Regions from separate parts of the Mus musculus genome. Here region 1 is linked to region 2. The links are chromatin contacts, called in public ChIA-PET maps. All regions are on one chromosome and are shown on one strand. The core of a region is the stretch at or near the end of the contact, and the rest is flanking DNA. Distances in the headings are between cores, read along the strand shown.

The links. ChIA-PET counts read pairs in DNA pulled down with a chosen protein or histone mark.
Region 1: a contact with region 2 is called in an RNA polymerase II ChIA-PET map of memory CD8 T cells, with 459 read pairs. The contact joins the promoter of Zyx here to the enhancer-like site in region 2. A contact is called at or near these places in 3 of 39 promoter capture datasets (cranial neural crest, hippocampal neurons and liver), 5 of 484 Hi-C or Micro-C datasets (CD4 T cells, CD8 T cells and double positive thymocytes), 10 of 115 datasets of contacts at active chromatin or transcription factors (CD8 T cells, double positive thymocytes, effector CD8 T cells and 7 more) and 2 of 9 other capture datasets (adipose tissue and liver).

Annotation. Positions count from the first base shown.
Region 1 is chr6:42,348,473-42,351,172 of GRCm38.p6, reverse strand. Zyx (zyxin) reads right to left here and starts at 1,345. Exons shown (of 10, transcript NM_011777.3): 1 at 1,054-1,345; 2 at 697-916; 3 at 25-227. The coding sequence starts at 904.
Region 2 is chr6:41,552,065-41,554,912 of GRCm38.p6, reverse strand. It overlaps Tcrb. Among named protein-coding and RNA genes, the nearest start is that of Prss2, 32 kb to the right of the region's middle. Within about 2 kb of position 1,427, at least 89 of the 459 cell types and tissues checked have an H3K27ac peak or open chromatin away from gene starts, as enhancers often do. A contact at or near this core is called in CD8 T cells, adipose tissue, double positive thymocytes and 5 more, where this site is marked.

The sequences.
Region 1 (2,700 bases), core at 96-2,595, 800 kb before region 2:
GCTGCCCTTCCAAGCCCTCCCTACCTGCGGTGGGAGCTGGGTAGGGGCCTCAGGCCCTCCCTCCTCCTCCAGTGGAGGTGGAGGGGAGGGGAAGATGTCCTCCTCCAGAGGAGCAGGGGGGAATGGTTCCTCGATCATCGGGGGAGGTGGAGGTGGGAAGGCACCTCCCAGGGCACCCTCTGAGTCGTCGCCCTCCCCAATAAGGGGAGGAGGGGGCAAAGGAAAGTCTGGGTAGGAAGGAGAGAAAAGGCTATCAGTACCGACCCTCTTTCCTCCTCTCCTCAGACGACTGCTTTAACCCCTAATCCAAGAACTCTTTCCTGCATCCCAAGAGTGTGTGCAGACCATAACGAGGGGCTCAGGATGCCCTGGGCGAAGCAGGTCGAGTGAGAACGAGCCAGGTTGAAGAACCGTGCAGCTCCCGTTACACTTCAGAGAACGGATCCAGAGGGGAAGATTCCTGGCCCACATTCCCGCCTCCTACCCCCAGGCGGGAGACTTGGAACAGTCCCAAGGGTCCTGGCTCCCAGCCAGGAGCTCCAAGATGAGGTAAGAACATCTGCTCAGGACAGGGTAGCCACCCAGCGCCCAGCCCCCTCCGCAACAGCCTTTTCAGACAACCCCAAATTCCCCAAACCACCGACCCCCACCCCTGGCGCCCGAGAAAGATCAGGGCCCCCAATCCCAGCCGCATACCTTCCGGGGGTGGTGGTGGGATCTCGCCCACCCGACCCATCTGCGCTCTTTGGGCCCCGGCTGCTACAGGAGGCTCGCTGTCCCCAGGCCGGAAAGGATTCACTTTGGGCTTTGGGGCCACAACCGGGGCGAACTTCTTCTGCGGGGCGTAAAACGCGGGGGCCGAGACGGAGACGGAGATCGCGGGAGGCGGGCGGGGGGCCGCCATGGCCAGGCCGGGCTGCAGGGGGTGGGGTCGTCAGGTTACGCAGAGCGGTGTCGGACTGACACTCCTCGGTCTAAGCGCCCCTCGGTGACCCCACCCGCGCCTCCCCGCGTCCCCTTCCCGGGGCGGCGGAGCTTCTCCCCGCTCCTCACCGCGCGCAGGAGCGTGAGAGGCGCGTCTCGGATGACCGCCTCGGCGCCGAGTCCGCGGACTCTGCGTCCCGGTCCGGAGCCGCTTCTAGCCAAGCGGGGAGGGACGTCGTGCACGGGAAGGGAGGGAGGGGGCGGGGAGAGAGCGGCGCCCAGACCATACAAGGAGCGGCCCGGAGAGGGGGCGGGGAGAGACCGGGGAGGGAGGACCCGACAGGAAACTCCCCCAGGAAGGGGCCCAGGTCCTGCCCCGGGCTCCAGGCTCTGCAAAGGTCCGCCTGCGGCCTCCCTACTCACCACCGCCCCCGCCGGGCACAGACCACCCTTCCCCAGCACAGGCCTCTGATGTCATTTCCTGACCTGCCACCTACCCCACCTCCCTCCTCCCGACCCGCGAGTGCTGGAGAACTGACTCACTGTCCGCACTCCAGGCTGAGCAGGCTGGCTAGTAATCCCAGCGGTCCTGAAGCAGCTCAGTCGCGCACCCCGGGCCTGCCTGCCATTGACCGACCCCGCCCCTCCCTGCAGCTTCAGCTCCGCGTCCCACGTGTCCTGTGGTCAGTCCCGGAACGCAGGACTGGGATGGAACTGTACTCCTGGGTGGGCGGGGGATGGTGAAGGGACGTTGGCCCTGCGGGCACTTGGCTCCCAGGCCGGCCTTCTGTAACCCACTAGTGTGTGAGCAGGAGCCTAAGCTGGGGGAATGCTAACTTCCTGAGCTAGGCAGCCTCTTAAGGCTTCTAGGAATTCGCTTTGCCCTAGACCCGCCTGCAATAGTATTGCCCCGGGGACAAGAGTCCAGTGCTTTGAGTCCAGGAATGGAGGTACAAGGGCGAAGTCAGGGCGAGTGGTCAGACAACCTAGGAAGACCCAAATAGCCCCCGGGGACTAGTCCTTGAGGATCCCTTCAGCAAGCCTTTCCCAGTCCCTCAAGAGTCTTTGGGTTGTCAGCGCGCCCCGGGACAAAGCTCGGTGGAGCCCCCCACTGGTCCTACCAGATTCCTCAGCCTGAGACTGCCCCAGGCTACATGAAAGAGATATGACTAAGCTGGTGTCTGCTTTTCTTACTTTCTTAATCTTGCATCTTTCCCTTCCGATCTTCTTCTTCTTCTTCTTTTTTTTTTTTTAAACAACACACGGAAACTTCGTCCAAATTATAGAGTTACGAGCTAGAGCCTCTAGTCCAATATCCAACCCTCGGTGCTTCCTTTGGTTTCGCCCTGTCATCCCTGGCTGAGGCTCCAAACCTTGGCGCTCCCCATCTGCTGCACCCTACTGTCCAGTATGGTTGGTCAGTATATGTCCTTGAGCTATGCTTTAGGGGCATGCAAACTAACCCCATGAACCTAGGATAAGAAACTGGGGGATGTTACCTGAAAAGACGGCCCCAAGGGTTGCACTCAGGTCAGAGTTAATTAACCCTGTTGGCAAAGATGGAGAAACTCCGTGAGGTCAGGGAGCCTGGTTTCCAACTCAGTGGACAAGATTTTTCATTCATTCGGTTTCATTGCCTCCATTGTAAAAGGGATGGCATTTAGTTCGTTTGCCTGCTGCTTTATGTGAAGAGATAAATAACATGCCATGCCTGAAAATTCTATATAGTTCTCAGTATTACTTCCAAGTTCCAGCCTGGAAAACAACGGAAATTTC
Region 2 (2,848 bases), core at 178-2,677:
ATTACATGAATGGGCTCTCATTACATTAGTTGAAGGAAATGGAGGATACTTGTGAAGAGAGGGTGACTGGAGTTGGGGTTAAGTGGAAAGAGAAGTGGGAAGAGCGGTGATGTGGGAGCCATGGGAACCCTAATGAGGTCAGAGCTGTTATTGCACCTGTCTCCATGGTGCATACTGAAGGCTTCTGTTTCCTGTGTGACTTCTAACAGATGTAAGATAGTTTAGATGGGGGGCTTGAGATGAGATATATGGGTTCCCCTTTAGAGACCCTCCTCTTGGTTGTTCTCACTGTCACGGTGATAGCTAGAGGCTGAGGTAGAAAGGGCTGCATGAGAAGGGTTTGAAGACAGGATGTGGCAAGTGTGGTTCCCAAAATGCTCAGAATGTGAGTGAGTGGGGGAGCATTCACAGGCACCCCAGATGTAGGACCTGGTAAATGTCAAACCACATCCTGTTGTGACTCCTGGAGATGGAGCTATGGCAGGTGGCCATTCTTACTTGGTGCTGATGTTACTTACAGATAAACAGCCAGACCTGGGGTGAGATGCTTCCACCCCTTCCCCCATTGTCTTCAGGAACCGAAAAGTCCCAGGAATGCATCTCTTCACTTGCTGATGTTTGATGAAAAACAGTTCTTCTTAAGATTATTTTTTTTATCATGTTCCTATATCTCTTTGCTGGAATCGGTCAGGGAAACAAGTATTAAGGGTCCTACTGTGCCTGGTTAACTATGGGACTCAAGATCAGCACTGTCCCTTTGCAGGTCAGATGCCTTGTAAGATATATCACAATGTGTGTGTCTGGAGCTGGGAAGGACTTAGATTTCCCCACTTACCATTCTGTCAGTGCTACAAGGCCTGCAGAATTTTCATCAACAAACCACTAAGTAGGGTCTGAGGCTCCTTATGGAGCACCTTGGTTCACAGGAATTGAAGGGATCTGGAAAGCTGGAGATGGTAAATGCATTCTGCAGCTGGGGAGAGAGGAGGGGGAAGAACTGATTCTCTGAGTTTTAGCAGATCCTGGACTCCAGGCAGAGTTTGGAGAACATGTGCTCCATATCGAGCTGAGATCTTGCTGTGATTTTGTGAATCACTTGTATAAGATTAAATAAGGCGACATGATCCCATCTGAGAGAGTGTGAGGATAGAGGGATAAATATAATGGACTACAGAATTAGAATCTTGTTGAGACTTGGTAAGTTTGGAAGAAGCACTAAAGAAATAAATGCAAGAGAACCGAAGTACATTTTGGTCTCCTGCACATCCTCACAGATAGAAAAGCAACAATTTGCACACACAGAGGGGGTACATGGCTCAGATGCAGCACATGTGTGAAAGAACTAGAGTTTTGAGTCCCAAGTGATCTCTGAGTCAACGGCAGGATGTAGACATACAAAGGTAAAAAGTCGCCCCACCCAAATGATACCTAACACATCAAAAACAAGGGGTATAACTAACTCCCTCTTTACTCTATGTAGGTCAGAACCCACCTGGTGCTGAGTTTTTTTTTTTTCTGAATACAGTGCTTTCAGAATGATAGAAGGATAAAAGTGAGCTGAAATGTTTTTATAAGAAAGTAACTGATCCACTAGGAGAAAGAAATGCTCAGAACTGTACATTTGAGGGAATGAGAGAGAGAGAGAGAGAGAGAGAGAGAGAGAGAGAGAGAGAGAGAGAGAGGGAGGGAGAGAGAGAGAGAGAGAGAGAGAGAGAGAGAGAGAGAGAGAGAGAGAGAGAGAGAGAACTGGAAGTGAAGTGTTGAGCCAGGAAAATATATTTAAGTGAACATAAATTACAGTGCTTGATAGTTATTACCCTGTGCTAAGAACTGTAGATATTGTGTGGATTGATTAAGCCATGTGATTGAGTCCATTTAACACAAGGGGAGGCCAAGTCTTTGGTGGCCACTTGCTTAAATCATATAGCTGGGGAAACATAGAAATGAAGCCCAAATCCAGACTTTTTGGCTTTCAAGTCTATGTTTATTGCAGGCGTGGTTCTTAAAGTGAAGATTATTCTTCCTTGTAGGTTTAAGTAATGGTCTTTACAAGCTCCAACTGCTTCTGAGGCTCTCTTAGGGGAACAGAATTATAAGCTGAGAAAGATATGCATGGTAAAAAATTATAGATACTCAAATAGTCAGCAAATGTTCATAGAGCGGCCCAATGGATAAAGGGCTTATTCAGACAACTAAGAACTCTTTGGGGACAGTTAAAACTACTTGCGAAGAAAAGGAGGATTCAATGCTATGTTGTTGTTGTTCTTTAACACGTACATGGTTTGTGATACCAGGTCTCATGAAGATCAATTCATTGTATAGTGAATGTGTAGGGCTGTAGTTGTTAAGAAGTCCTAAAACTTGGACTCAATGTTACTGTTTCCAAAGTCTTCACTTATATCAGCGATGGTTATAACAAGATGGGTGGCTCCGCTTTTGGCATGGTTTCCCTATCAAGGCACTCTTACATTCATAGATGAGAGCTGAAATCAATTTCCTAAAAACCTGATGAAATGTTGGAAGCAGACATAATCGTTGGCCCTTTTCAGTTCCCTTCGATGACCAGCAGGTAGTGTTTACTCTTTTATGAGATATCCCACTCCCCCCACACCCCACCCTCCACCCCAGGCAGCCTGCTTCAAGAAACAGGTACAAGAGATGAAAAAACTACTTGGAGACAGGGAAGGTAAATATGTAGCTGGGACTTAGGTGATGGGACTAGTGAACTGAATATGTCTTCTCTGTTAAAAGTTGATATTTCAGGTAAAGTCTTACACTGTCATAATAAATCCTAAGGAGAGGCAGAGTGGTAGGAATTGTTAGGAAAAGAAGCTTTCAAAGCCCAACA